Linked DNA regions of Sus scrofa: regions 1, 3, 4, 5 and 6 are each linked to region 2. The links are chromatin contacts, called in public Hi-C, HiChIP or PLAC-seq and promoter capture Hi-C maps. All regions are on one chromosome and are shown on one strand. The core of a region is the stretch at or near the end of the contact, and the rest is flanking DNA. Distances in the headings are between cores, read along the strand shown.

Region 1 (3,003 bases), core at 381-2,880, 150 kb before region 2:
CAATAAGATGAATAAGAAAATTCTGAATCCAAACTAGAGACTGCACTTTCTCAAGGATTCAACTATTCTGACCCCACCCCGAAGGAAAACGGCAGAAAATCTAAATGCCAAGATATTCTTGAAGCCAGAACAACAATAAAACATCCCAGACAAGGACGAGTAAGAAAACACCAGAGAGTAAATTTAATACATAACTAAGCATGTTTGCAGAAGCCGTAAGAAATGTGGTTAGGCAACTCTGATCTTTCTTGAACTAAATTCTTAAAACTACATATTTGACCAAAAGATAAACTTGAATAAGTATCAAAAAGTAACTAGACTATCCAATATTCTGTAATAGCCTACTTGGGAAAAGGATCTGACAAAAAATGGGTATGTGTATATGTATGACTGACTCACTTTGTTGTACAGTAGAAATTATCACATTAAAATCAACTATAATTCGATAAAACTTTTTAAAAAAGTAACTAGAAAAGCCCATTCGCCATTAACCTTTAACCTGAAATCTTTGTTTCAAGTACAGTCAGCTCTTCCACCAGGTTACAGTCATTAGTTAACTATTGCTAAAACAGAGTCTCAAGTTCAGAAAGGTTTTTGTTGTTGTTTGGTCGATGAAAGGTTGATGGGGCAAGCAATGTAACCTGGCTGGCACGGGGCTGCAATTCCTCACTTAACAAACACACGAAAATACCACAGCTCCAGCAAGTAGGTCCAAGAAACCGCCCAACAACGCCTTTCCTGACCGGACTTTGGGAAAGACGCCGCCCACGGGGCTCAGGACCAGCAAAGCCAAGGCCACCTCACCTGTCCAAAGGTAACCAATCAGACCAGAGCGGGGCCGTCCAGCGGGCCTGGCAAGCCAGGCCTAGCCCGGGTCTCTCCTCACCTCCCGCCTCTGCTGTTGGCTTCAAAGTAACGAAGGAGCCTAGCATGTCACAGAGGAGTGTGACATCATCCACTCCGCCGTGACAGGGCAGCTTGCCGGACCAGGCCCTCCTGAGTCCCGGCCCCCACCGCTCACCCAGAGGCGGCCCAGCCAGAGGACCCCCAGCAGGCCAGCGATCTGTCGGGAGCGGCGGGGATGACCACAAACCCGTGAGGTTTCGCTTTCATTCTCCCCGGAAGAAAGGCGCAGGGGACGTGCCCTGAATTAAGGGGGTCGAAGCTGGGCCTGGGCCAAAGAGCCTCCGAGTCTACACTTGGCGGAGGAGGAGGAAAGACGCGGACTAAGGGGGAAGCAATTCCGGCCAAAAAAGGCCCTTAGCCAGCGCTCCCCAGCCGACTGAGCGCCTCGACACCCCCAAAGACCCAGCAGACTCGCCCCGCCCCTCCCCCACTCCGGTACAGTTGCGCCTGCGCGGTACTAGTTCCCCAACTCCTCCCCTCCCAGCCTAGCTTTCCGGAGTCCCGCCGCCCAGCAGGGCCCAGTTCCTCCAGGGTGCGGTCCGTCTGAAAACGGAAACTACTCCCACTCTTGCTCAAGAAGTAACTAATCCCCTTTCCATTTCTCAATCCAGGCTTGCGCAGTCCTAGCTTCAGACGTACCTTCTAACCCGCTTCTCAAGAGCTCACACAGCTCCTCTAACACCGGATGTGCTTCTGACTCTCCCAGGGTCCGCTCCAGACTCTTTACCTTGCGTCCGCCCCTCGAGGGAAGCCCCGCCCCCGAGTTCCGCTTGAGGCCAGTCCTGATTGGCCATGGTTGCTCTTCTGCCTTTCTGTTGGCTGTAGGTGCATAAACAACGGCTGCTTACTTCAGAGCCATTTGCTTAACGCCCTTGTCGATCAAGACTCTGGCAGCCAAACAGCGCGTAGCAAAAGACCTCCGCCTTCTTCCAGCATAGTAAGGCAGGGTCGTAGTCCGAAGTCGCCTCTAGTGGACAAAGAGAAGAGGGGAGGCCCCACCCAAGGCATAAGGCAAGTAATGCAGCCTCCACCACAAGCGATGGAATAGCTCTGCAAAGTCCTGGGATTTGGGTTTTATGCTTGTCGTAGAATGCTAAAAGGGGAAAGAGATTCAGAGAACACATAGAAAAGCATTCTCATAGGGAATGCTTCACGGTAAATTCTCAATTTACCGTGAACCTTGTGAAGCTTAAACTTCAGAACATCTTTGAAGGCTCAGAGAATTTCTCAGGAACGGGGGGAGGAGGAATTAGCAGCCCCAGTCCTGCATCAGACGAATGTACTCCTGGAGGTCACCCTCTTGGCCCAGATTGTGGTCCTGGAGTCGTGGGCGGGGCCAGTGGGCTGCCACCTCCTCATCCACTTTGCTCTGGGGAAGGCGGTAGTAGTGGGGTGAGTAGGGCAGCTATCTGGCTGAGCTGCCCCAGCAGCTCTGAGGAAACTAAGCCAAGGGAGAAAAAGGGCTGGAGCGCCTTGGGACGTGTCTCCAAGAAGCAACACTTACAGAAGAACTGAGAGTAAGGAGTTGTGAAGCTGCTTAAAAAACGTTTCTACACTGTCAAATTTTTTTTCCAAAACTTTTTTGCTAATTTATCTAACATCTCTATATAAATAATACAGCATGGTCATACGAAGAGGCAAAGCGTATGCAGCCAAAAAAAAAAAAAAAAAAGAAAAAAGAGCTTATAGTGGTTAACAGGCAGTTAATAATAATGTGGTTTTGTGGGGTTGTGTGATATTTGTATTTTGTCAGCATTTTAAAATCTGTAATGGATCACTATTAAAAAAATTTTCAATTTTAAAAATTAAAAATTTTTTAAAACCTGTAATGTTTTATTTTCTTACTCTAAATACTGATTTTATTACATAATTTTGTATTCTTTTTCTTAAATACAGCCATACAACTGTAGATGTTTCCAGCTGCACAAAACAGCAAATGAGGAAACAAGACCATGGACAGAAAAGGTTCTGGCAAAATAAGGGAAGAAATTTAGACTAAGCATTTGATCAAATCAAAATGCAGGATTCAAGAAACTGCTTTCTAGATGGATAGACTAGCCATCTTTTCCATAAAGAATACAAATGTGCAGGGTATGA
Region 2 (3,000 bases), core at 7-2,506:
AAGATCACAACTGAAGAGGGGACTCTTGAAGCAGAGGGATACCATACACTGTCAGGGCTGGAAGGGCTAGCCTCCCATCTGACACTTGAATCCCCTGGCAGTGTCAATTATCAGAGTATGCTTGACACCTCCACTAAAGGGACCACCTTAGCTGGTAGACAGCTTTGGAATTGTATCTCTCTTATTCTGAGCCACAGTATGTTTCTCTAGAGCTACTACACTTATGTGCCCCTCCAAGGAAGTATAAAACAAATAGAAACCCTCTTTTCGAGGGCAGTCCTTTCTGGTTTCTCAAGGCAGATCTCACACCCCCAAACTCCCAACATTTGCTATAGGTTTGTCCTCCCATCCCAAGATTCTAGAGCACTCTCCTCTGAAGGTGCTTCTGTTGGTCATCTTGCCTCCCAGGGCCCATAACTGCCTCCAGCAATCCAGGTGGGGTTGGGCTGATGGAACCAACTGAGCCCCAGTTCTTCTCCTAGGGCCTCTACCTTCTAGGAGAATGGCACACGGACTTCCACCCGTTCCTTAAACATCACCTCCCGGCCTATGTCATACGCCACATCTCTCCAGCTCGTCAACATCATCTCCCTGTACTGTGCCTAGCACAGACCCTCTCACAGAGTAGTTTCTCTAAAACATCTCACAATCTCTAATTGGTCCTGGGAAACTATCAAAGAGTCATAGATCTCTCAGGCTGCAGGATTAGGAAGCCGAAATTTAGCCTGGCTCCCGGCCCCACCCTCGGGCCAGCCCCTCCCGAAGTTGTCCCACCTCCTAGTCGATCTCACCCCTCAGGCTATTCCACCCCGTTTACCTATCTGTCTGTCCATCTCTCTATCTACCTATTTATTTTTAGGGCCGCACCTGCAGCTTATGGAAGTTCCCAGGCTAGGGGTCGAATGGGAGCTGCAGCTGCCGGCCTACGCCACACCCACAGCAACACCAGATCCGAGCCGGTCTGCAAACTACACCGCAGCTCCCGGCTACGCAGGATCCTTAACCCACTAAACGAGGCCGGAGCTGGACCTCGCATCCTCGTGGATACCAGTCGGGTTCTTAACCCAGGTTCTTAGCCTGCTGAGCCACAACAGGGAACTCCCGTTTTTCCCTTTAATTGTTTCCTCCAACCAGGTAACCTCTCTGACGCCTATAACCCCTGTTGTCTCCCTATTTGCTGTCCCAATTGGGAACGCTTTTAAGTTCGTCTATTAACGAAACGTGACTCCTTCGCTGCCGTGGCCACGCCCCCTTACTCACGTGGCCCGGGCAAGCCGGAAGGGGTTGCGCAGCCCCTAGTTCCTAGCCCCGGAAGTAGACGAAGCTCACGGAAGCCGGCTTTGGCCCTGCGGCTGCTGCCGTCGCCGCGGAGAAATTGTTGGAGCTGGCAGCCTAGGAATGGTGAGACCTTGCGGTTCGCCTTTGGGGCTTCCGAACAGAGTTGAGGGTGAAATGGAGTTTCCCAGAGTGCCATCGGGGACGACCCCCCTCCCCCAGGTTTGGGGCCCCGCCCAGGTAGCGCCCCGAAAATCTGCGCATGCGTGGGCTGGATCGGACCAGAAGCTGGCCCGAGAAGTTACGCATGCGCAAAGGTGGCATGCCAAAGGTGGGGTGAGACTTGGCCTGGGAGTGGATTCCCTTCCCCCACCATCGGCCTGTGGGGCTTAAACCAAGGCTGCGAGACCTTCGGGGTTCACTCGGTGCTTTGCTTTTGAGTTGTAGGGCCGTCTTCATCGCCACCCCTATCCCGAGCCCCTGAAATAGACCTAGACTAACCTCCCCACCTTGGGTGTGCACTTGGGGTGAGAACAAGGCGCGGAGGGCAGAAGAAAGGGCGTCCAGACCCTGCCTCAGTTTACCTGCAGAATTGGGGCCCTTCACCCTTTCCCCAGGTGGCAAGATTCCCAGCCGTATCCACTGGAGCGGCGTGACGAGCGCACCTGGGGGCAGGGCCGGACGCTGCCGGAAGAGCCGCGCTGGTCAAAAGGGGCGGGACCCGCAAGCGGCGCGCCCTGAGTCTCCTCTACCTGAGCTCTCTGGGGGTTAGCGGAGGGCCTTCCAGGGCGGTTTGATATTTGCTCAGTTCCAAAACCGCTTTTTTTTAGCTCCCACGAGGTACCACCCACTAAATCTTCAGCCAGAGCTGCAAATGAAAAAAAAAGTGAGATGGATTCGTTGGAGTTCTGTCTCCCTTTCCTTGTCCCTGCTTTGGTCTGAGAGGGGAAGGGTGGTGCTGTTAGAGTTGAGTGGGCAGCTGACAAAAAGGAAGCCAAGAATCCCTCGTTTCTTGCTGCTTTATAGTCAAGGCCCTTACCCTAGGGGCTATGAGTAGAATTAGAGGGGTTTGTGAACACCCTAAAATGTGTAAATTTTCTAGGGTCCCTGCCTTTTGTCACTGACTCAGAGATGTTAGCGACCTTCAGAAGAGTACTGGTTTGTCAGGGTCGTTTTGGTAGAAGAGAGCCTGTGTGTCATCTCTTAGTGTCCTCCCTAGCTTACGGGGTCCTGGGGGACCTGTTCCAGTATAAAGGGGTGATGCTGGCCAGTTGGAAACCTGAGCCTCAGGGAGCCTCATTTCTCCTTTGCAGAATCTCCTTTCAGCCTCCAAGCTCACCTGGTCAGAATCCTTGGATGAGCCTGTGGGACCCTTCCTCCTAGCCTTGTGGTTTGGAACCAGTGGCTTTGGGACTGTAAGAGGATGGACAAAGGTAGTATGAGGCCGGGCCAGCTCCCCAAACGCTCGGGCGCCAAGCATCTGCTGATTCCACCCCGTGCCTGGCACGTGTGTCTTTCGGTCCTGGCTGGGCATTGCCACCTCCCCCTGGGCCAGCACCACCCACGTACCTCTCGGCAGAGGCCACAATTGACTGACTTGCTGTTGAGCTGCCGCTCTTTGGCATGGCTGCATTTTGATGGCAGAGGGAGCAGTTATGCCCAGAGCCCGGTGTGTCGGCATCACCAGTCTGACCTGAGCACCATGTGCTGCACGACATGACACGT
Region 3 (3,372 bases), core at 127-2,626, 180 kb after region 2:
TACAAGGCAGCCTGATAATTTGAAATCGGCATCAAGAATTTCTTGAGGCAGAACCCAAATGCTCTCACAAGCATAAAACCAGTGGCAGGTGGTACGTGACCATTTCTCATCGAGAAACTGTAATTCTAACAAAGTACAAGTAACTTAGATTTTATCAAGGCTAAATAAAAACAAACTTGTGGTTCTCTCCCAAACATCCTAAACTCTGCATTATCAATAACTAAACTCAAAGCACAATTCCTATTTTTAGTGGTCTGTCCTCTCTTGCTTCATTAACCACAGGTAAATTATACAGAGGGGAAAGAAATATTACAAGCATGTTTTATCAATGAAATAAATGGACTACACAGGATAACCATATTATTAAGAGTGTCTTGTACTCCTTGGCAGAGGGACATGCCAGAGAAAGATCCATCTTCTAAAAGAAGCCAGTCATCCTGGATGAATTAGGAGAAAAATGCCACTCCAGTCCACCTACCCTATACTCTCTAACTGGATTTACCCTTCCGCTTTAATTCAAATCCAAACCGCATTTATTTTCTTTCTCTGCCCCTCTTTGCTTTATTTTCCGTTCCGTTTCCCGCCCCTCCTCAATTCCAAGAATGCCCTTCTATCTCTTATTTTTAAATCCTACTTTGCCTCCAAATCCTAAGAACCTCCGATAGCCACACAGCTGACCTTACGCATCCCCGATGAATTCTCAATTCATTGTACTTCTCATACCAAACGATCCATTCTTTCATGCCTTTCGATCTCTCGTCTCTTAAAATCCAGTGCCCCACACAAGCTCACACCAAGAGTCCCCCCCTCACTCCATTGTTTCCCCGGCCTATGCTTCTGGAAACCCCCCAATTCGGACCCGGTGTCTTCCGCCCGCCCCACTGACCCCAGAAACCTTTCACCATCTGGGCACTCCAGGTCCCAAGGACTCACATCCCCCTCCTCTCGGTACCCCAACCCCCAACTACTGCCCCCTCCCCCGTGCCCTCCCTCAAGCCCGCTCTTTACACCTCTGTGCCCCTCTTCATCCCCCACCAACCCTCCGCCCAGCACCCTCAGCCTCACCTACCCCGGGCCTCCGCAGTCTCCGCGTCCCCCCAGTTCCGGCTCTGCGTCCGGGACGCTCCGGGGTCTGAGAAGAGGAAAGGAGCTCCTCCGCCGCCTCCTCCGGCTCTTCTAGAGCCACCTCCGTCGCCGCCGCGCTCCTCCCCCAGCTCTCTCGGAGCCGGGCGCCGCCCCGCCCCTCCGCCCCTTTCCTCGCTACCCTCCTCAGCCGGGTGGCGGGCTGGGAATCGCAGCGGCGGCTGGGGGCCGAAGTGCCAGCGGATCTACACCGACCTCGCCGGGGCTCGAGCTCTTCGCCCCGCCCCGCAGCCCGCTCGGGCGCGTGCGCGCCGGCCAGCCAGCGCACAGGGCGCGTGCTCGCGCCGGCGCGAACTCGGCGCGCCGAGCTCGAGGCCGTTGCAGCCAACCGGTGCGCGAGGGAGGCGTGAGGCGGCCGGCCAGCCGAGGAGCTGCGCGCGGGGAAGCTCGCGGAGAGAGGCGCCTCCAGTCCGTCGGGTTACCGCTCCTCTCGTGGACCGGTCCCTCGCGCTTCGCACTGCCCGCCGGGCCGGGCACCCGAGTTGAGGGAGCTCGGATGTCCGGGGATTGGGAAGAACGAGGAAGGGAAGGGATAGGAGGAATAGGTAGGGAACAAAGTAGATGGACGTGAGGACGGGTGGGGCAAGAGATCGTGCCCTCGTGCAGAATGGCCCGTGCCCCGAAAGAGCCGGGCGGAGTGGGGTGGGGGGCACAGCGCGTGCTGGTAGTAGAGGGCCTGAGCTGGAACTGCCGGAAAGAGCCGAAACTCCCCGGAGGTTGCCGAAGGCGGCCGCCTCGAAGGGAACCTCGAGAGGGGCTTTTCTCTCTAGGTCCAGGCGGGGACTTGGTCTCCCAGGCTTCTCCCGCTTCCCGTGCCACGACTCTGCCCCAACAGCTTAACACCACTTTCACTTTTGCCTCTGTCCCGACCCAAGATTTACTCCAAAAGGCCATTTCAGAACCACTGACTACGGGAAATGTCCTGATTCCGTAGCCACTCAGCCTCCTGGGAATCCATACAGGCTGGTAAGGAGTTGGTGGGGAGCAGTGCACCTCCCCAGCTGGGCAGAGGATAACTTCGGGAGCAAACTGAGGGACCTCTGCCATGACCCCGGACACAACTGCCCAAGTCCATTTCCTCGTTGGATTTCTAGTCTACTGAGTTGTCTGCATCCCTTTAGGCGGCTGTGGTCAGTTACACTGACGGTCGAATCTTTATGTTAAATATTCTTCTGTCTTCGTGGTTAGTTTCCCAAGCACCCCAAGGCCAGAACCATTTCTAATTGTGCACCTTTCTAGACAGTGTTCACGTGTGAAGCACTCACCGCATTGCCAAAGGGGTTGATGATTAGGAGTGGCTTAAAGGTCGGGTATTTAGGCAATCAACCTTGAAAATGTGATTAAGAATCTGTCCCCGTGTTCTTAACTTTTGAGACCAAAGCAAAAGGGGCTCTGGACAGGCACCAATGACAAGCCAGAGTGTATATGAGCGTATATAGGCACCACAGAAACAGTGTAGTTTTGGTTTTCACAGATTTGTTATTACAGTTTCAGGACAAGTAATGGAATAGTGTAATCTCTGCCAAGTCATCAGGTCCTTTGGTTTTTAACTTTGCAAGGAGTGAAGGATCAAAAATCCTCTGGAGCCCACTGGCCCCTAGTTAAATAATGCCTAACCTAATCCACCCATATCATTTACAGATCTAAAGAAAAAGGACTAGGTAGGTCATCCCACTAGTTAGGGCAGTATACCATGTGCTGCTTACTACTGAATCTTTCAAAGACTCAAATAGAAGTAAAACTGTTCTCTTTTCATTAGATAAATTGATCACCCAATGAGCAGTGGGCATTGTTCTAGATGTGGGTCACTTAACAGAATAAAACTAGATCATTATCCTCAAGGAGGGTATCCAGTTGTAATGGAGGATAAAGCTATTAAATAATTAACTATATCATGTGATAAGTGCTGAAACAGAAAAGTGCAGAGTGGTGTAGGAACAAAGAGAATGAGTGACTAATTCTTCCACAATTCCCCTTCCTTTCCATAAAGTGTAGGAATGAATGGGATGATATGACCCTGGTTAATAGGAAACTTCATACTGAAAAATGAGACCTGAACCAGTAGGATCCAAGATCTTATTCCATAATGACTGATTTCACCTACCAGAGGTCACTTGGAAACCACCATTATGGGGCCTGATGCTGTTGCAAAACCAATATAGTTTCTTCTTTGGGAGGAAAATTAAATCCCTACTTTTGGAGATCTTGCAGTCTATTAGGGAAGACATG
Region 4 (3,192 bases), core at 216-2,715, 240 kb before region 2:
TTTCTATCAACAATGTACCAGCTTTACACTTTCTCCACATCCTTGTCAACACCTCTGGTCTTTTGGTTTTGTTTTCATAATAGCCATTCTAACAAGTGTGAAGTGATATCTCACTGTGGCTTTGATTTGCATTTCCCTGATGATTAGTGACACTGAGCATCTTTTCATATACCTGTTGGTCATGTGTGTCTTCTTTTAGAAAAATGTCTATCCAAGTCCTCTGCCCATTTAAAAAATCAAATTATTAGGGTTTTTTTTTTTTTTTTTTTTTTTTGCTTTTGAGTCATAGGAATTCCTTATATTTTTTTGGAAATCAATCCCTTATCGGATACATGGCTTGCAAATATTTTCTCCCATTCCATAGGCTGTCTTTTTACTGTATCAATGGTTTCTATTGCTGTATAGTTTTGACTTTGTAGTGTGACACAGTTGCACTTGTCTATTTTTGCTTTTGTTTGTGCTTTTGGCATCATATCCAGGAAATCACTGCCAAGATCAGTCCTGAAGCCTTTCCCCTATGATTTTTTTCTAGGAGTTATACAGTTTCAGGTCTTAAGTGCTTAATCCATTTTGAGTTGATTTTTGTGTAAGGGTCCCTTTTCATTCTTTTGCATATGAATATCCAATTTCCCAATACCCATTTGTTATGGAGTCTTCCTTCAACAAATATTTATCAAGTCTCTTTGGGCCAGGCATTAAGGTAGGCATAGGCTACCATATTTTCAAGGCTGATAAGAGCAAAGGTACATCCTGTGGAGTCAAAGTGCCTGGGTTCAAATCCTGGTACTATCATTTCTAACTGTGTCACCTTGAGCAAATTACTAACTTCATTGAGCCCCAAAGTCCTTAACAATATAAAGGTGATATTAAGTATGGTCCTTTCTTCACAAGGGTTGGTGTGAAAATTAATGCATGTAAAGGGCTTAGAAAAGTGTCTGGCGCCGGGTAAACATTTGTAAGTGCTGGCTCTTAAGGTACAGTCCATGCCTCTCAAGAGCTCACAGTCCACAGGTGCCCCTATCCACCTGTCCCACGTGACAGTCAGGGCCATGTGGGTCTTCTGGGCCCTGACTGTCACGTGGGACAGGTGGATAGGGGCACCTGTGGTACCTGGAATGACCGTAGTTCCTGGCTACCGTTTCCTGGAATCACAGGATGAACTGGGAGCAAGTTCCTGTGTCAGAGACTCACCGTGTGACCCTGGACGAGTAATTGCTACTCTCTAGCTTTGACTTTATGCATTTGTAAAGGAAGGAAGCTGAACCAAAACTGATTTCCAAATCCCAACAAACTCCTTGTTCTGGGTAGCCCAAGTTGAAACAATGTCAGCCTGAGCAACTCAACCTCTCTGTGCTTGTCCGACCAGAAAAATGGAAGGATATTACTAACCACCTCCTAGTTACAGCCAGGGTCCCACAAGGGAACGCCAACACCAAGCTTCCGCCCTCGTTCAGGGTAGGCCACCGTTTTACCCGCCAGCCTTTGTCATTCAGCGCACGCGCACTGGAGCCAAGACGGCGCTCGCCCCGCCCGTAGGTTCCCGACTTCCGGTTCCGCGGGGACCCAGAGGTCAGACTGAGACTCATGGCGGCGTCCAGGAAGCAGGCTACCGGGAGCGTTGACGAGGCTACGGCAGAAGAGGAACCACGAGTTCTAGAACCCGGGGCCGCCCCATTCGGAAATTTCCCTCATTATTCCCGCTTCCACCCTCCAGAGCAACGGCTCCGCCTCCTTCCCCCAGAGCTGCTTCGCCGACTCTTCCCTCAGAGTCCCGAGACAAGGCCGATCCTGGGGCTCGACGTGGGTTGTAACTCCGGGGTGAGTGACAGGGGAGGGATCGGACGTCGGCTGAGCCTAGAGGTTGGCGGCCTCACGTCCACTGGGGTTCTGGCCTGGGCGTGGCATCACATCCGTCACAACTTTCACAAAATAAGTTTTTAAAGGCATAGCGTTCGACCCCGTGCTGCTGCTATCTGACCTCCAGGATCCCAGCACCATCTCTTTTAGGACTCGTGGGGAGGAATCATTTTCAACTTTGGTTCCTAATTCCTGCGCCCCAGACGCCGTGCCAAACCGCGGGTGGAAAGGGCCACGTGTCTGGGCTTCTGGCGCTTGCCTCCTGTCCAGCGTGGCTGGCAATCAGGCTGGGGGAGAGGGCGCTTCCCGACACTCACGTTTGGAGCATGGAGTTGGGATTGGTTTACTGAGGGGTGACAGAATCATACCTGGAATTAAGATTCGTGTGAGAATTCCCTTGTGGAGCAGCAGGTTAAGGATCCGCTGATGTCACTGCTGTGGTTTGGGTCGCTGCTGTGGCGCGGGTTCGACCCCTGGCCCGGGAAGTTCCACATGCCTTGGGCACGACCAAAAAGGGGGAAAAAAAAAAATCACGAATGAAACACAATGCAGAATGGACCCTGGAGCCAAGAGGATATTTATTTTAAAAGCAGTGAGTTGGCTGAGTATAGAAGTGACATTAAGAAAGAAAATAAAGCATCCTGCCAGAGGAAGGCATTGCCACGTTTTCTTACCACAAAGTATTCTTAGGCATACAATAATTATAGTCAGTCCACAAGTAAAACAGGGAAATGTCACTCTGACACCTATTTGTAGCCACTAGGATATTCTAGAGGAGCAGTCCTTCTGACCCTGTGATTACAAATGCTTCATAAGTTAGTACCATCACTCCATTCCAGGCTAGGAGTCGGATAAGGTGAGGAAAATTTTACTGTGTTGCTGGCCTTAGGCGGAAGAGACTTTGGTATGGAGTTGAGGGCTATAGGGGCACAGCTGGTAAATGGAAGGAGGACATTTAGGCTAAAAACTGGAGTGAACCGGTGGGTGGGTATCTGTCTATCCCTTGCAAACATTTCCTTGCTGTGATTGATACAGATACCAAAGGGAGGAAGCAAAGGAAAAGAGAGACCGCATTTAAGACTTTATTTTGGGGTTTATTTCCCCCCCCCACCCTTGCTTCATGCTGATGTTTTGGGACCAGGGATGGAAGCTGTGCCACAGCAGCAACCCAAGCCACTACAGTGACAATGCCACATCCTTAACTGACTGTGCCACAAGAGAACTCCAAGACTTGGGATTTCATGAAAGGCAGTAGGAAACCGAGAGAGATTTTGAAAGTGGTATTAATGCACCTTAGGGGCAAGGACATAGTTGCAGTTAAAAAGGGCAGTGGTT
Region 5 (3,235 bases), core at 471-2,970, 230 kb after region 2:
GATGGTGGCCAAGGCTGCAGGGTCAGCCACAAACTCTACAGTCCCTGAAGCCTCTGCAAGGGAAGAGGAGAGAGAAAGGTGAGGAGGAACAGGAAGAGGGAAGGCTGAGGGGGCAGGGAGCCCCGCATGGCCACCTGGGGATGCCAGAGTGAGCCGAGAGGCTCACATATAATTGAGCTCAGCTCAGCAAATATTCACAGAACTTTACTCTGTGTTAGACACTATTCCAGGCACCAGTGCCTAGAGATGACGAAGACAAACCCCCATCCTCAACAAGCCATCATCAAACTAGAGAGGTAACAGACCCAAGCCAAAGTACGGACAGGTTATAAAAGAAGCACAGGAGTTCCGTTGTGGCGCAGTGGTTAACGAATCCGACTAGGAACCATGAGGTTGCGGATTTGCTCCCTGGCCTTGCTCAGTGGGTTAAGGATCCAGCGTTGCTGTGAGCTGTGGTGCAGGTCGCAGACCTGGCTTGTATCCCATGTTGCTGTGGCTCTGGCGTAGGCTGGTGGCTACAGCTCCGATTCGACCCCTAGCCTGGGAACCTCCATATGCCACGGGTGCCGCCCTAGAAAAGACGAAAAGACAAAAATAAATAAATAAATAAAAATAAAAGACGTACAGCAAAGCATTAGAACCACAGAGGAATTGATTGATTGTGACTGGGAGAGCTGGAAAAGGCTTTAGAAGAGATGAGAGTTTGCTGAAGGAAGGAAAGGACATCCAAGAGCAGAGAGCTTTCCAGGAGGAAGGACTAGGAATTAGAGTAAGCGGGAGACCCGGGGGGTGCAAAGCCCGCAAACCACACCGCGCTCAACCCATTCTCCCACCCAGTCAAGGAGACTGTTTTCAAGCCTCCAACAAGTACCTGTCTGGGTTGGGGGCCTAGGGTCCACATTTTGTCCCCCAGGGCTAGGCCTGAGCTCCTTCAAAGGGTTCCGGAGCTGAGTGCTCCCTACCAGTTTCTCTGATGGATCTGTTTGACGAGTGGCTTTTGGCCTGGGGCCTGCTGAGTCAACGAGGGGACGCTGAATACTGACCTTCTGCACCAATCTCTGGGGGAGGGGAAGAGAAAAAGCTGGATCTCAGCTTTGGGGTGCATTGCTGGTGTGTGCTGCCTCGTTGTAGCTGCTGCCTTCACCCGCCAACCCCCCCCCACCCGCCCCCGGTCCCCTTACCCTTGGATCTTGGTTTTCCTGGCCCAGGGCGTAGGGTTTGACTGTGGGGAGAGGCGGGCGTCTCTGGGAGCGAACAGGAATCTTACTAGGGGTGGGAGATACACCCCGGAGGAGAGGATCCTTAGTGGCTTGGAGGGTGGTCATGACGGCTACAGCTAAGATGGAGAAGAAAGCAGGACCGGGGATCGAAGGTCAGCCAGTTCAGGAGTTAGTACCTGACATCCCTGATATTCCCACCTCCGCCCAAATCCATGCGCCCAGAAAACCTGGCTCCTGCAAGGGCGCTTTTCTGGGTGTCACCCCCTGACACTCTGAGCCTATTCTTTCGCTCTACGACCCCAAGCTGCCTCTCCTCTCTATGTTTCCCCGAAGCTTTTATCTCTTCCAAGATCCCGGTACCGCACCTCGTTCGGAACCTTTCAGGGTCGCCCCCACTTTCTCGGCTTTTTCCCCGGACTCTCTCTGCTTTTGCAGCAGGTACTTCCCCAATTTGTAAAATACGCCAAGCTCCTGATTGGCTTCTCCGTGCTCCCGCGGAGGCATTTGACGCATGTCTTAGTTGTCCAATCGCCAAGCTTCAGAGGCGGGGCCAAAAGAAGGACTAGTTGTCGAGCCGCTTTCTGGCCAGGAAAAAAAACTGACCCGACTTAACCAGCCAATCTGAGAGCGGAGCGCGGGACCGAAGGCGGGGAAAGAGGAAGGAGGAGACAGTTCTGAGGCCGGGGAAGGCGTGGAGCTCCGAGTTTGGAAGATAACGGGCGCCGTTGTACTATCGCGAGATTTCGGGACTGGTGCAGCGAGGGCCAGTCTCGTGGCATTGTGGGAAGGGCTGGCCTCCTGAATGTGGCGATTTAGTGATGTTGGGGACTGGCCGAGGCCCCTAATCCTACTCTCATCAGGGTTCCGTGTTGGGCTTTGGGGAAATGGCTGAACGTTGTGCCTGGGCAAGGAGCTGCTTCCAAATGGGCGTAGAGGGCTAGAGAGCAAACTAATAAAAATTAAACATTCTTTTTGGGGGAGCGGTTTAGGGCCGCACCCACGGCGTATGGAAGTTCTCAGGCTGGAGGTTGAATGGAGCTACAGCTGCATCTGCCATACTACGCCACAGGCACAACAACTCCAGATCCGAACCACTTCTGCAACCTACACCGCAGCTCGTGGAAAGGACGGATCTATAACCCACTGAGCGGGGCCAGGGGTCTAACCATGTTCTCATGAATACTAGACGGGTTCCTTAACGCTGAGCCACACAGGAACTTAGAAACGACCGTTTTTTCACTCAAGTTTTACGAATTGTGAGATGTGGTCTCCATTTCACAGATACGACCCGAGGCTCAAAACAGTGTCAATGGAACTCACTCAACACTACAAGCCTTGGGGACTGAGGAGCCCTGTGTCACCTGCCTGTTATTGGCAGGTAGGGGTGTGAAAATGAGGGAACCTAGAACACCCTGGTTAGAATGGAAGGGGTTAACCTCCAATGGAAGATAAGAAATGGGGAAGGAGTGCACCGGACTCTGGTAGATTCTTACTCTGACCAGTGGTTCCCGTCACACAAGCGGGGAGCCTAGAAGTTATTCTTGAATTCTTCCCCTCCCCTTCCAGTCTCTCCTTCACTCTTATTAATTTTACTTTTTAATTATCTTTGGAGTTCATTTACTTTCTTCCTCTCCATTACCTCCCCTCAATCTCACCTAGAGGATTGCAAACCCCTCCATTCTCTCTTGCTCCCCACCTTAATCCTTTTCACCTTATAGCAGCTAGAGGACGCTGTCCAAAATGCCAATCTGGTCATGTTACCACTCAAGCTCCCCATCTTCCACCACATTCCCCCTGGTTCTCTGCCTTCCTACTCCATTGCCTCTCCCAATTCCTCAACTTTCTCATGTGCCTTCTAGTCTCTGTCTAGAATACTATTTTTGCTTCCACTTTGCCTATTCATGCTTCCAAAATGATGTTCACTGTTACTTTGTTATAGAGGCCTTCCTTGAACCCTTCTACTCACAGCCCACCCTCTGAAAAAAAGATTCCTTAGTTGCATGTTCTCAAGGAAC
Region 6 (2,879 bases), core at 192-2,691, 200 kb after region 2:
CCTCCCAGGGTAAGCATCCAGAGCAGTGCATGGCTGTCCCGCCCCAGGTACAGGTGGTGGAGCCCAGCAGGGCCCCCTATAGCCCAAAGGGCATAGGTCATCAGGAGCCCCTTGGCCATCCTTTAGGAAAAAGTTCTCAGAACAAGTCCAGTGGCACCTGCCATTGCTTGGAATGCAGAAATCCGGGATCCACTGTGAGAATCATGGCAGTCATGGCCCCAAAGTTATCCTTGGACCTTAAGTCATGGAAAAAAGCGGTCATAAGATTATATCCAGGTCCCAACAGAGTAACCATTTTTCCTTCCAATACTAATCTTCCTGAATGTCCCTGAAATTGTGGTTCTCCCATACCCTCCGTCTAGAACCTCATCTCTGCTTTTCACAACCACAGTGACTCCAAATTTAAGGGGGAGGAATGTTTTAAATGCTTTCAGCTGAGTAACCAAGAACTCAGTACATGGACAAAAAAAGCAGAAGTTTAACTTTCAGACCTCTCCTCAGACCACTGACCTCCTGGAAAGACACATGGGTTGGGGGGCGGAGTGAATAGGAGTGAATACAATGTCCTTCGAAAGTTCCTACACGTTTTATTTTTAGGGCCACACCTCAGCATATGCAAGTTCCCAGGCTAGGGGTCAAATCAGAGCTACAGCTGCCATGGAACCTCCATGTGCCACAGGTGCGGCCCTAAAAAGACCAAAAAAATAAAAGGGCTACAGCTGCCAACCTACACCACAGACTGATCCTTTAACCCACTGATCTTCAGTTCCTACACATTTTTAAAGTCCCCTGCTACACACCCTTCGCCGCAGGCTTCTCCACTCTTGAGAGGGCTGCCTTCAGTTGGCAGAGGTTTTAGCCCCTTTCCAGTCTCCCATCTCTCCAGAAGAGGAAATCTTCCCACAAGCCAAAGTTGCAAGAGGTTCTGAATTCCCTCCAGCTCTGGAAAACTACATTTTGACCTTAGACCCTGGCACCCTACAATTCGTCCACCTCCTTCCAGAACAGACCTGAGTCTCTCAGAAGCCGCAGCGACCAGACGAACCCCCAGAATATCAAACCAGATGCCAAAGTGTGCCTGCCAGTGTCTCTCCTCTACACAGAATGGGGGCACGCCCACGAGCCACCACCTGCTGGTCCCAGGGTGAGCAGCCATACCTGGGTGCCTCCGCTCCCGGACCCCAGTAGATCGGTCATTCCCTTTGACCCCAGAGTCAAAATGGCCCCTCTCTCTCCGCTCCGATTCCATCCAAATGGACTTTGTCTTTCTGTGTTTGCCGTGTCACGGAAGTCGGGCCGTCCTGGCCAGGCCCCTCCCCAAGGCCCTCCCGGCCCGGGTAGGGATCACCTTTCAAGGTAGGGCTCGTCTAAGGTTTTCCGCTGCGTATTCAGCCTCCCCAAGCTCAACCTGGCTTGCATGGCGCCCACTCCAGGCCGAGTGCACCTGCACCGCGACACCACAACCACCAGGTGGCGCTGCCGCTTGCGCGCTGACCGTGACGGGCGGGTCTCCAGGCTCACCTTGGCCCAACTGCCCCAGCAAGGAAGCCCCGGTTGGGCCATTATAAACGCACAGACCAGCGCTTGATCGCTCTCATTCACTCCCACCAATAGGTATGTGACTCCTCCCTCACCTCAGGCTACACTCCCTTCTCCGTACTCCACTGCCCCGGTGCCTTGGATGGCTCCACTTCCAATTCCTCTAAGGCTGTCTGTAGAGACGGACTGTCCGGTGGAATTAGCCTCCCTGCCCTGCCTCCAGGCCTGTCAGTCGGGGGCGCTACATTTAGATCTGAACCTGAGACCCGAGGAGCCTCCCCATCCCTCAGGAACACCAAATCCTCTGTATTTCCCTGACTTTGGCGAAAGGGAGTTCCGGGAGAAAAAGGGGTGGGAATGACGGTCTCCCCACCAGAACAGCCTGCGTCCTCCTGCCTCGATGCTGAGATGGAAGGGGGACGCAAGTGCCTTCATTTCAGTGTCGTGGTCTCCAGTCCTGCTAGGTGACCTTGGCCAAGTCTTGCTATTTGTTGGGCCTGTTTCCTCCTCTGTAAAGGAAACGCGGGGATCTCCCAGGTCCCCCAGATTTGACCTGGGGGTAGAGTGGGTTTGGAAGGCCTCCCTGCAGTCGACAGACAGTTTCTGTTCCCTCCACATTCCCAGCCCCCTCAGTCTTTATCCCGGCCTGGGGAGGGAATGCGGCTTCGCATATTGCCCCCTAGGGCTCACTGAGGGGCCAGGGCTGTGAGGGACCCCGGAACGACGCCGGAGCCGCCAGCTGGGGGGCGGGGGCCGAAGGGGCGTTGAATAATGAATGAGACTTAATTGGGCCGCCAGTGCGCGGCGGCGCGCTAAGCTCGGCAAACAGCTCGCGCGGCAGCAGCCGCCGCTGGACAAACAAACTAGCTCTGGGCGCAGGGAGAGGGGTTGGAGAGGCAGCGGCGGGAGGGGGAGGGAAGAGGGCAGGCCGCCTGGGCCCCGGGGCTGCCGCGAGCCGCTAGAAGAACCCCTGGGTGCTGGGCTGCTCCGGCCTCCCAGCGAGTGGGGGCCGGGAAGGGGGCTAAGGGCTCGATCTCAGGAAGCCTGGACACGGGTGGTAGAGAAGCGCGTTGTGAGGTGCGAGCCAGGGCCCCAAGGGCGATTGAGCGCGAGAAAAAGATGGAGAAACAAGTGGGGGGGCGGAGGAGAGAGGGAGAAGTGAGAGAGGAAAAGGCGCCCCGGGGAGGGGGCTGCGGCGGGGCAGGGGCGGGAGAAGAGCCGTTACCGAGAGGAAAGGGAAGAGCGATGGAGGAACAAGAGAAGGGAGGCGCGAAGAGCCGGGAGAAGAAGAATTGGAGAAGAGTCAAGGAGAGGGATGGGAGATGACCGGAATGTGAACG

The links. Promoter capture Hi-C pulls out the DNA fragments that hold promoters and counts their contacts. Hi-C and Micro-C count contacts between places; a contact is called where the count stands out from the background. HiChIP or PLAC-seq counts read pairs in DNA pulled down with a chosen protein or histone mark.
Region 1: an H3K27ac HiChIP or PLAC-seq map of skeletal muscle shows a contact between it and region 2. The contact joins the promoter of TMBIM6 here to the promoter of MCRS1 in region 2. A contact is called at or near these places in 2 of 47 Hi-C or Micro-C datasets (heart right ventricle and skeletal muscle) and 2 of 2 datasets of contacts at active chromatin or transcription factors (alveolar macrophages and skeletal muscle).
Region 3: a Hi-C map of liver shows a contact between it and region 2, with 1.5 times the contacts expected there. The contact joins the promoter of SPATS2 here to the promoter of MCRS1 in region 2. A contact is called at or near these places in 1 of 5 promoter capture datasets (fetal liver), 4 of 47 Hi-C or Micro-C datasets (embryonic fibroblasts, liver, skeletal muscle and 1 more) and 2 of 2 datasets of contacts at active chromatin or transcription factors (alveolar macrophages and skeletal muscle).
Region 4: a Hi-C map of liver shows a contact between it and region 2, with 8 times the contacts expected there. The contact joins the promoter of BCDIN3D here to the promoter of MCRS1 in region 2. A contact is called at or near these places in 1 of 47 Hi-C or Micro-C datasets (liver) and 1 of 2 datasets of contacts at active chromatin or transcription factors (alveolar macrophages).
Region 5: an H3K27ac HiChIP or PLAC-seq map of alveolar macrophages shows a contact between it and region 2. The contact joins the promoter of TROAP here to the promoter of MCRS1 in region 2. A contact is called at or near these places in 3 of 5 promoter capture datasets (fetal liver and liver) and 2 of 2 datasets of contacts at active chromatin or transcription factors (alveolar macrophages and skeletal muscle).
Region 6: a promoter capture Hi-C map of fetal liver shows a contact between it and region 2, with 2.6 times the contacts expected there. The contact joins the promoter of DNAJC22 here to the promoter of MCRS1 in region 2. A contact is called at or near these places in 4 of 5 promoter capture datasets (fetal liver, fetal skeletal muscle and liver), 3 of 47 Hi-C or Micro-C datasets (embryonic fibroblasts, liver and subcutaneous adipose tissue) and 1 of 2 datasets of contacts at active chromatin or transcription factors (alveolar macrophages).

Annotation. Positions count from the first base shown.
Region 1 is chr5:15,672,655-15,675,657 of Sscrofa11.1, reverse strand. It overlaps TMBIM6 (transmembrane BAX inhibitor motif containing 6), which reads right to left and starts at 1,630. Exons shown (of 10, transcript NM_001005348.1): 1 at 1,546-1,630.
Region 2 is chr5:15,524,823-15,527,822 of Sscrofa11.1, reverse strand. MCRS1 (microspherule protein 1) reads left to right here and starts at 1,256. Exons shown (of 13, transcript XR_002343937.1): 1 at 1,256-1,401; 2 at 2,589-3,000.
Region 3 is chr5:15,345,626-15,348,997 of Sscrofa11.1, reverse strand. It overlaps SPATS2 (spermatogenesis-associated serine-rich protein 2), which reads right to left and starts at 1,376. Exons shown (of 13, transcript XM_021091602.1): 1 at 1,066-1,376.
Region 4 is chr5:15,759,918-15,763,109 of Sscrofa11.1, reverse strand. It overlaps BCDIN3D (pre-miRNA 5'-monophosphate methyltransferase), which reads left to right and starts at 1,465. Exons shown (of 2, transcript XM_005663848.3): 1 at 1,465-1,818. The coding sequence starts at 1,585. NCKAP5L (nck-associated protein 5-like) reads left to right here and starts at 1,709. Exons shown (of 14, transcript XM_013997563.2): 1 at 1,709-1,818. It overlaps LOC102167177 (a long non-coding RNA gene), which reads right to left and starts at 1,491. Exons shown (of 4, transcript XR_002343941.1): 1 at 1,390-1,491.
Region 5 is chr5:15,299,173-15,302,407 of Sscrofa11.1, reverse strand. TROAP (tastin) reads right to left here and starts at 1,720. Exons shown (of 14, transcript XM_013988255.2): 1 at 1,586-1,720; 2 at 1,182-1,336; 3 at 872-1,058; 4 at 1-53. The coding sequence starts at 1,325.
Region 6 is chr5:15,321,051-15,323,929 of Sscrofa11.1, reverse strand. It overlaps DNAJC22 (dnaJ homolog subfamily C member 22), which reads right to left and starts at 1,441. Exons shown (of 4, transcript XM_005655559.3): 1 at 1,011-1,441; 2 at 1-236. The coding sequence starts at 119.